2 separate regions of the Danio rerio genome follow, and region 1 is linked to region 2. The links are chromatin contacts, called in public Micro-C maps. All regions are on one chromosome and are shown on one strand. The core of a region is the stretch at or near the end of the contact, and the rest is flanking DNA. Distances in the headings are between cores, read along the strand shown. Region 1 overlaps rras2 (RAS related 2). Region 2 overlaps copb1 (COPI coat complex subunit beta 1).

Evidence for each region. A called contact is a pair of places that touch in the nucleus more often than the background predicts.
Region 1: a Micro-C map of caudal fin shows a contact between it and region 2, with 13 times the contacts expected there. The contact joins two enhancer-like sites. A contact is called at or near these places in 5 of 18 Hi-C or Micro-C datasets (caudal fin, embryo, hematopoietic stem cells and 1 more) and 1 of 4 datasets of contacts at active chromatin or transcription factors (caudal fin).

The regions. Positions count from the first base shown.
Region 1 is chr7:27,903,191-27,908,527 of GRCz12tu, reverse strand. It overlaps rras2 (RAS related 2), which reads right to left. Exons shown (of 6, transcript NM_001017815.1): 3 at 4,797-4,899; 4 at 2,524-2,632; 5 at 1,538-1,656; 6 at 1-530. The coding sequence ends at 443. Among named protein-coding and RNA genes, the nearest start is that of tub, 16 kb to the left of the region's middle. Within about 2 kb of position 2,132, at least 4 of the 62 cell types and tissues checked have an H3K27ac peak or open chromatin away from gene starts, as enhancers often do. A contact at or near this core is called in caudal fin, where this site is marked.
Region 2 is chr7:27,838,086-27,843,480 of GRCz12tu, reverse strand. It overlaps copb1 (COPI coat complex subunit beta 1), which reads right to left. Exons shown (of 22, transcript NM_001002013.1): 14 at 2,568-2,688; 15 at 2,254-2,481; 16 at 1,918-2,097. Among named protein-coding and RNA genes, the nearest start is that of copb1, 14 kb to the right of the region's middle. Within about 2 kb of position 2,045, at least 1 of the 62 cell types and tissues checked has an H3K27ac peak or open chromatin away from gene starts, as enhancers often do. A contact at or near this core is called in caudal fin, where this site is marked.

The sequences.
Region 1 (5,337 bases), core at 883-3,382, 65 kb before region 2:
TTCGCAATCCCAACGGTGTTTCGTTTAATCCTTTAAATCGTAGCAAGAGTACAAATGTCACAAGGCAAGAGGAAACAAAAATCCTTCGAAATACAAAAAAAAAAAGAAATTGTGTGTGTGCGCGTGTGTGTTTTTGTAATAAGCGATGTTTAGTGTTGGGGCACAATTACCATATTCTAGGTCACGCTGATGTCAGTACTCTAGTTGAAGGTAGAATGGTGAGTTCTGTCAAGATTTTGTCAGTTTGGTTCTTCTAGTAGTGAAGTCCTGGAGGCACAAAGGCCCCCTGATAAGGCTATGAGAGCGACTGCTGATTTGAAGACATGCACATGTAGAAAGGCAGCGAACTGATCCGCACAGGACGTGATGTCAGAAGGCAGGGTGTGTGTGGGGGGAGGGGCCGGTGACAGCAGCTGGGTGATTGGCGGCACTTGGCGGCCAATCAGAAGATCACGCAGTGGCAGCCACTCTTGTCCTTTTCTTTGCGCGTGGGCTCTGGTGAAGGTGGACACTCCTGCTCCTGGAACTTCCTATAAAAAAAAAGAGAGAGAAAGACTGTATAAAGTCTGTATAAACACTCTCTTCATTCTCAAATTTAATGAAGATCTGATGCTCTTACAGTAGGAGACATCTGGCTGACAAATTAATTTCCTTCAAGTTATTCATTCATTCCTTTAAATCATATTCCCTATATTTATCAGGGGTCGCCACAGCGGAATGAACCCCCAACTATTCGGGCACATGGTTTACACAACCCTGTACTGGGAAACACCCACATACTCTTGCGTTCACACACTACGGCCAATTGTGTTTACCTAATTCACCTATACCCTATGTCTTTGGACTGTGGGGGAAACCAGAGCACCTGGCGGCATATGAACCCAGGGAGAACATGCAAACTCCACACAGAATTGCTAACTGGCCCAGATGGAACTTGAACCAGCAACCCTCTTGATGTGAGGAGACAGTGCTAACTAATGAGCCACCATGCCACAACCCAATTTATTAAAATATTATCCTGTTGACATATAACAATCCAGGGGAAAAAGTCTTGAAATGTGTAAGATATGTAGGCCGGTGTATAATATCGGCTACTGGGAACTGATTGGTTCGTTGGAAGATGGACGTTGCTAACAAATGAAAAAACTGATGACAGAACTAAAGCAAGGCAGAAATGAGTTGCACTGATAGCCCCGCCCTACACGATTAATAGCCCAGTTCACATATATTAATCCTTTAAACTTTATCAAATGCACAGATTTTCAAAGCTAGCAAGCACACTATTCCATTTTAGTTACTGCTGTTTGTGTGCTGCCACCATCTGTTGAAAACAGCACTTTTTTACACAAAGACACAAATACACACACACACACACAGGTTTGCTATCCTGGTGGGGAAGTCCCCAGAAAATGTGTGCATTCAGGTTTAAATCCCCACCAGGATAATACAACATTTACACACACACACACACACACACACACACACACACACACACACACACACACACACACACACACTCTCTCTCTCTCACATTTACCTTATGACTCGGACCAGTTCGTGGAAAGCCTGGTCTACATTCATCCGGATTTTAGCTGAGGCCTCCATGTATGTGACTTTGAGTTGTCGAGCGAGCTGCTGTCCTTCCTCTTGGGTCACCTGAACAAAATAGTCATCCTCCATTAAAATGCAGCACTTTTTTTTTTTTACATTTAACTTTCTGATTGGCTAAACAATTATATTGAATGTCAAATATACCATGAAGTAAAAAAATAAGCATACGTTTATCAATTTTCTTTAACTCTGTAATCAATAATCCCCCTTGCATTTTTCCCAAACTTGATTGAGTTTGTTTCTTGGTGAGGACAAAAGAAGATATTTTGAGGAATGTTTTGAAGCCATTGACCTCCATAGTATTTATTTTTCCTACAACTGGTAACAGGTTTTAAGCTTGCTTTAAAATAGCTTCTTCTGTTAAGAAAAAAAAACTTAAAACTCAAAAGTTTGGAACTACTTGATGGAGAGTAAACAAATTTTAAAAACTGTCCCTTAATTTTTGTTAACTGTCCCTTTAAATCAGTAAACTGGGACAGGCTGATGTTCTCCGTTCTATCACTAGGTGGCAGTGTAACACAATCTGAGTGTCCTTTAATGGCACAATGCACCCAGTAACCCCATATATTTTATTACAAGCTCTCTCCCTCACAGACACACTGATATTTTTCACTCTTTCAGCACTCTTCATTGATTTTTCAGGACTGAATTTCATCCACACTTAATTGCATCTTAACAGCAACATTGTGTACTGTAAGAACGTGTATACAGTACTGTAATGTGTCATTTTACAGTACTGTAATGTGTCATTTTACAGCAAAAACTGTAGAGACTAAAAGTCTACAACAGATACAATAAAGTACCAAGTCATGCTATGATTTCAGTGCAGATAAAGAGTGTTGAGATCGACATATTGTTTCTGATTCAGTGTAGTTCTCTGAAATGACACTATACGTGATTCAAGTCACTCACTTGTCTCTGTTGCTCAAGATCAGCTTTGTTACCAACTAGAATCATGGGAAATTCATCTCGGTCCTTCACTCTCAAGATCTGCCGTTGAAACTTGTAGATCTCTTCAAAACTGAGGAAAACAAGGTGATACACAGCCATTAAAAACTGCTTGAAAATGGCTGTAATTGCTCTAACTAATTATTAGACTAATTGTAATTGCTCTAACTAATTAAAAAAATACTGTATATATAGTTGAAGTCAGAATAATTAGCCCCCCTGTACATTTTTTCCCCAATTTCTGTTTAACAGAGAAAATATTTTTTTCAACACATTGCTAAACAAAATAGTTATACTAAACAAAATAACTCATCTCTAATAACTGAATTAATTAATATTTGCCATCATGAAAGTAAATAATATTTTACTAGATATTTTTCAAGACACTTTTATACAGCTTAGTGACATTCTTATCTAGGTTAATTAGGTTAGGTAGGCATGGTTAGGGTAATTAGGCAAGTTATTGTATAATGATGGTTTGTTCTGTAGACTATCAAAAAGAAATATAACTTAAAGGGGCGAATTATATTGACCTTAAAATGTTTTTTTTATTATTAAAAACTGCTTTTATTCTAGCCAAAATAAAACAAATAGGACTTTCTCCAGAAGAAAAAAATATTATCAGACATACTGTGAAAATTTCCTTGCTCTGTTAAACATCATTTGATATCAATATATTCTGCAATGAAAACACACACACAAAGCGGAGCTCTTTTTCTAAACTAACCCTAAAGCAAGAAAAGTCTAGCAAGGACTGCAAAATTGGCTATATGGAAAACAAGGGACAATAAAGGCCTAGGGTTGACAGAACCTGATCCTTAAGTATTGTTTTTGTGTTTGATTGCAGCAAGAATAAGAATAGAACTGGTCTCTAAATATAATGTTGATGTATTGAGTAAGGAATAAAGTAAATTCAGGCAGTTTTGTTCCCGCAGAATAAATCCAGACAGGCTTATCATTCAGGCTTTATAATGGTAAATAAACGGGCTCAATGATGGACTGACAAAAAAAAAAAAAAAAACATGGCATATTTCTGTGGCTGCAGATTTCACATGGGCCTAGTTATTAGTTTCAGCAGAAATATCTCAGAATAACATAATTTAGAATGTCAGAACTGACGAATGTAATCATTTTTAATGGCATTTGAGTGTATTTTGGATATGCTTAAATCAGGAATGTATTTTAACAAAAAAAGAAACTAAAATGATTTTAAACCACCTCTTAATTCAATGTATTTTATTTTTTTATAAAAAGAAATTAATATTTACTTTTGTATTTTTTATTAAATTTATTTAGTTTTTGCATTTTATTTTAAAATGTTTTTATGTTTTTTTATTCAATTAAATTAAATTAATTTTCAATAATTAATCATTTTTTTATTAAAATCACATTTTTAATATTGTATGTACTTAATTTTTTTATTTTATTTATTTTATTTTTAAACATTTTAAAATATATAATTTTTTAAAATGTTTTATTATTAAACTGAATTCATTTTAATTTAATTAATTTTTATTAAATTCAATTTAATAGAGCTTTATTGGCAAGACTTGTGTTTGTGTCTCACTCTCTTTCTGTTCTGGCCCACAGAGCAGCATCACAGTACACAGGATGACACAAGGTCACCCAGTTCTCATGCCGTTACTATAAACTTTCCAGTAATGCTGTCAGATGACTGAAAGCCATCATAGAGAAAGAGAGAGAGAGAGAGAGAGAGAGAGAGAGAGAGAGAGACAGAGTGTGTGTGTGTGTGTGTGTGTAAACTGGGAAGAAAAGGACACTGATATGAGCTCTCTGTTGATTCTAACAGTTCGAGCCGTTTAAATGTCATTCAGGAGGAAATGCTTGTCATGGACTCTGGAGAGTGTGCTCTGAGAGGTCTGTGCCATCCGTAATGTAAACGGAGGAAGGAAAGTCTGTTTACAGCATAAACACAAACTGGGACAGACCGAGAGGGCACAAACACTCCCACAACGACCAAATACACACTGCTCTGCAATGTGCGTGAGATCTATTTACTGTAACTGCAGACAAAACCCTGAGGTGTAATTAAGCATCATCTCTAATTTTACAGCTACAGACGGCGATGTGACTGAGTAAAGGGAGGTGGTTTGATGTGAATTAAAAACGGCAAGCCTGAAACTGAATGAAAGTGAAACTGAGACAGGCCGTGTGGAGGGAAAGGGGAAGAAGGAGAGAAAGTTGAGAGAGAAAGCGTGAGTGGAACGTTTGCTCACCTTCCCCGGTCGGTGACAGAGAAGACCAGAAGGAAACCCTCCCCTGTCCTCATGTATTGTTCTCTCATGGCTCCGAACTCTTCCTGTCCTGCTGTATCCAGGACTAACAAACACAAAACCACCATGTTAGCATTTAGTCACATTAGCACTGTAGCTTTGATCATCAATAATAGCTCCATAGCTGTGCTCTGTCTTGTATTTTTGGCAGTTTTGAACTGACTAGAGTATTTACTGACATGTAAGAATCTTAAATAGAGAGTAAATAATAATCGTATGAAGAGACCAAAGTTTGCTTCCTTTTTTAACCGCTGTCTTAAATGATGCCTGCAATACTGTGAGTTAGTGGCCTATTCTGTTATCAAAGACTTGTTCACATTAAAGTCAGCATGAATTACAAATTCATATTATTTTGTACTGTGCTGTTTTAAGAAATAATGTCAAAATGCTTTTTTTATGGTGGCCGAGAGAGTTTATTGATCTGCAATTTAGGAAAGTGTATGCAATTACAAAAAACACCAGCAAAATAAGAAACTGTTTGCTC
Region 2 (5,395 bases), core at 796-3,295:
ATTTTTCAATCGTTTAGTTTATGTATGGTTTTCCAAATGCACTTGAACCCCTTTTGCTTAAGGAAGAAATATGTTGAGCAATATTTTTTACTACACTATTGGCAAAGAGTTGAATTCTTCTCTTTTGGAAAAAAACTGAGCCCCCAACACACAGTTGATGGATCAAAGATGTGATGTGTTTTATTCAGCTTGAAAATTTTTTAATTTACTCTAACATTTTTGAAACATGGCATCCCCATGGTTATCTTACATATGTTGATAATTTACAATTCTTAGAGTAGTGGGATTTTGCACTTTCCTTTTTTTACATTTATTTATTTGTCACTATTATATGTATTTATTTATTTGTATTGGAGTTGTAAATGCACTTTATACATACACTGCTGTGCTTATGTGTGGCCCTTGAGGACTGTAATGTTTGCAGGCTTTTAGCTATGTGTCTTTTTTGTTAAAGCCACAAAAGAGATATTAGTGTTGGGGATGTTTGTTTGTACATTTGTCTTTTGTTGTTGTTGACTGCTTGTTTTTTTTTCTGTGCAAATTTGTAAAAAAAAAAAAAAAAAACTTCCTATAAATAAAGTATATAAAAAGCCGTGTGTGTGTCCCATATTTACTTGTGACCCAGCTGACCAAGTTGCATATTACTACAGGGTGTCAAAATGGCTTGTAATAATTTAGGAGAAAAAAAAAACATAACATTTACATTTCTTAATTCCTTCCCTGTACAAAGAGATGATTTACCATAGGTAACCTATTAGCCAATAAGCAGAGAGGGACTTCAAACGTCACTGGGAAGCCTTTAAGTCAATAAACAGTCATGGTAATCTAACTGATTAGCACAAACTATTTGTTCATATGGATATATTTTACTGAGTTCCTGTACACAAGTGGGACATTCTTAGACTGTTGCCAGAAGTGATGCTGTAAAGGGACAGTTCACCCAAACATTTACTTGCTATATACTAGGGCTGTGCAATTAATCGAAAATTTAGTTTCGATTTCGACTTCAAACGATTATAAAAAAAAACATTAATTAAGATAAAAGGATTATTGCATCATATACCTCCCCCTCTCCAGTTGGACACATTTGTATTGTAATTAGAGTTACTAGCCTTCCTGAATTATTAGCAACCCTTTTTCCCTCAAATTCTGTTTAACGGAGAGAAGATTGTTTCAACCCATTTGTAAACATAAGTTTAATAAGTCATTTATCTAATAACTGATTTCTTTTATCTTTGCTATGCGGTGTCTTTGCAGTACATAATATTTAACTAGATATTTTTTTAAATACAAGCATTCAGCTTTAGGTGCAATTCAAAGGCTTAATTAGGATTATTAGGTAAGGCATTGTATAACAGTAGCTTATTCTGCATACAATCAAAAAATATTGTGCTTAAGGGGGCTAATAATATTGACCTTAAAATAGGTTTCAAAGTATTTAAACATGCTTTTGTTCTAGAAAAAAAATAAAACAAATAAGAATTTCTCCAGAAGAAAAATATTATAGCAATTACTGCAAAAAATGCCTTGCTCTGTTTAACATAATTTGGGAAATATATAAAAAATAATAATAATAATAATAAAATAATAATAATATTCACGGGAGGGAGAATAATTTTGACTTCATCTGTATATCATTTTGAATAATCATGATTACAATTATGACCAACAAAATCGTGATTATGATTTTTTCCCCATAATTGAACAGGTTCCAGGTTGCTTCAAAATATCTTGTGTTCAACAGAAGAAAGTCGAACAGCTTTGAGTGAACTATCCCTTTAAGCGTTAAAATTTCCATCAGTTGAACAAACATGCCCTCTGGTGGTGAACAGACAAACTTTTCAACTATGTTTAGGCTCCAGCTAGTTAGTCACCATTACAAAAACAAGATTCAAACTGACAAAATCTGCTAAACACCTTATTAAGTTTGGAGGCCAGTGGATCTGTGGCTTCTTTCCTCTGAGTATTGCCCATAGCGGCCAGCAGACTGAGCTGGAACTGGTCCTCTTTGGACGCCATCTCATTCTTAGCAGTTAACTGCATAAAGGAGATTGGATCGTCGGCCTGAACAGTCACATTACGCTTCTCAGACTCTTTCTGATAAAACAAGAACAGCAGAATTTATTAAAATGGCCACAAATAAAACCAGCAACAATCTAGTCATAGCATAACAAAAGAATCACCTTTACATGGATGTAGCAGTAACATGAGCACATTATTTAGTAGGTAATCAACAAGCATTAACATGTTTACCTTCTGAGACAGTTTCTCCTCTTCCAGTCGAACAGCGAGCATATGGGACAGGGATCTGCGGCACTCTTTGTTGAAGATGTCATTCATAAGAGGCGAGCACTCGGACAGGACCTTGAGACACAGTGAGATCCGGTCCACATCATCATCAGTGATGGGCTTCTTGGGTAGAGATGACTTGCCCAGATGGAGCACAGTGGCCATGATCAGCATGGCCTCTGCTACGAACGACTAAGAGTAGGAAAACATCCATTAGACTTGATTAATATGCTGACCCAGAGTTCATCAGAGAAGCAGTGATAAACATGCAAACTTACATTTTGTCTTCTTTTGTCTTCTGCGAGGGCAACATAGCGCAGGGCCACTTTGGTGAGGGTGGTGGCCAGTGAGGCAGCAACATAAAAGTCTCCATCCATCAGGAAACCCCTCAGAGGAGGCCTGCGGAATAGACATGTATGATAAAGATGAAATTATCTGTGGTAAATCAGTACAGTAGAGATGATTCTGTTGAACACAACAAAAAATATTTCGAAGAAAGCTGAAAACCTGTAACCTACCTTTGACTGTATAGTATTTGTTTTACCTCCCATGAAAGTCAATGGATACAGGTTTTCAGCTTTATTCGAAATATCTTATGGTGCTTTCACATCTGTAGTTTGCTTCATTTTATCCGGACCAAGGGCAATAAATGATACATTATAGCATTTTCTGCTGTCTTTGGGTCCTTTTTACACCACATTGATTGCTTTGGTCTGAACCAGTTGAAAAGAACCAAAATGCAGTCATCTGACAAAATCCACATTACTCATTGGCCAGATTTTATTGAGCATATTTCTTAAACTGCTTTTTGATTGGTCAGAATTCATGCGCAGGAAAATGCCAATGGAACTCCAGCAAGTAAACAAACTGGCAGACACAAAATGACTATGGAGCTACGACTGCGGTGATTGATTGTATACATTACTTTAGACAAACTATAGTTACATTTCGAGAATAAAGCGTGGCTGCAGCCGGAAAACAATGTTTTAAAGCATTACAAACGAAAAAGGCACATAGTAAGTCACTTCAGAAGGAGGCGTAAATTTATTTTGCTAAACTGCGAGATGGTCATCTTCCGGAAATAATACCAGCAATCCATCAGGTAATATTTTTCCCTCTCTCTCTCTCTGTTGGTAAAGCGCTGTCAACAATTATTTTTCCTTCACATTTCATAATGCACAGCGCATCGGTCTACGGCAGCTGGATTAGTCCAAAAAGGTGCAGTACTTTTTGCGGTAGGGTTTTAGTTTGGTCCGCTTTTGATACGCACTTGAGTGTGATTGCTAGATTCACACCTGCCTAAACGTACCGCACCAAAAGGGGAAAACGAAATCTAGTGTGAATCAACCAAACTAAATAAGGCAGGTGTGAAAGCACCCTTAGTGTTCGACAGGAAAACAGTCAAGTGAAGGGTGAATAACACGTATCTTGGGTAAACTATACATTTAAAGTGAGCATACACATTTTTCTGTTGTTCAAACTCGTACACTATTACCCCCTATCAGGAACCACATTATGCTCATATGGTCATGTTTCATACCGTGCATGTGAAAAGAACTTATGAGCCAAGGGGTTTATGAGCTCTCAATCATTATTAAACATGACAAAAAATGTTTGGAAGCTGTCAGATTGAATTTGTGAGGTCTTTGCGGTTGAACAAGCCAATCATGCATGACAGTTGTCAGAGAAAGACAGAGATTTACTTTGTAATCCACAAACACATGGTGACGCGGAGTGTTGGTTTCCCCAGTGCAAAAAAAGGAACCTTAATGTTGTGTACAATTACAGAGCAAGAGGCTCTGTAAGCAATGATTTTAGTGCAGCATTTTATTCGGTTGCTGCAGAATTTGCAGGGTCATAAAATGTGCATATTTTCATAAACTCTCTCAAGACGTGTGCATGGACATAAGGTCCTCTGACCATCACAATCCACAATGCGTATGCCCAGCTTCACAAATAAAAGAAGCACTTCGAATTAGGGCTGCACGATATATCGTTTCAGCATCGAAATCGCGATGTGCGCATCCGCGATAGTCACATCGCAGGAGGGTGCGATGCAAAAAAAAAAAAATAAAAAATTATATATATATTATGGGTGGAGCCGAACCGGAATACGGTATTCGGAAAAGCAGGAATAGCGTGTTTTTACGAATACTTATTTCAAACAATACTTGATAAATTATTTGTATTTGGGAACAAGAAAAACATTATATCAAAAAGCTGCGTTTCCTCATGAGACCGCACTGCATGCCCGCGTGAGTGAGTGAGTGAGTTAGTGAGTGAGACGTTCAGGAGTCGGTGGGCGGGGTGGGGCCGGGGTAAGGAGACTGAGCAGGCTGCTTCTCTATACAGCAACAGAGAAGGCTTGGCAGAGCGAAAAATACTTTTCTGCATTACTATTTTTGTTTATTTTATCATACTAAAATAACACGTGACAGAAGTTCACTCAAAAGTGAAAGTTCTTTCTGTTATTTACTAACACTCCCGTCATTCCTACTACTTTCAGAACATAAATTTTGATATTTTACCATATGAAAATGCAATGCTGTTATGAAAATTGAGAAATTAAAGCAATAGTGCAGAGATCTGGTCCCCGCGTCAGGTCAGGGTGCACCTGTAACCTTAAAAACGCAGACGCGGCGGAGGCGCACTAAACTCACACGGGAAAGAACTGGGCATTCAATTCATGTTTTAGTGAAATAATTCTTTAAATACAGCTCTTTTGATCTCTAAAGGGGAAAAAAGCAAAAGAAATTTGTCGTTAATTTTAGCAAAGACGCAACTGCCTGTCATTTTCACATTCGTTTTTCAGTTAGGGATTTGGTCTATTAGAGTAACCTAATAAAATTGTTTTGTTGAACATTGTAGTCTACACAATAATCGATATTATAATTTATTATATACACTAGCTATTATTAAAACTAAACTATACAATTGATAAAACAAAACCCTTTTTAATGTTTGCTTTCATTTTGACACCGCTAACAGTTGTAATAAGAAACATCACATTTTGCAGAAGCATGCAGTCTCAAGTTAAAAACACCTTTTGAGTTTAAAGATGATCAGCCTGCCATGTCAGGTTTACAGTGTCATAAATTAAATGGGT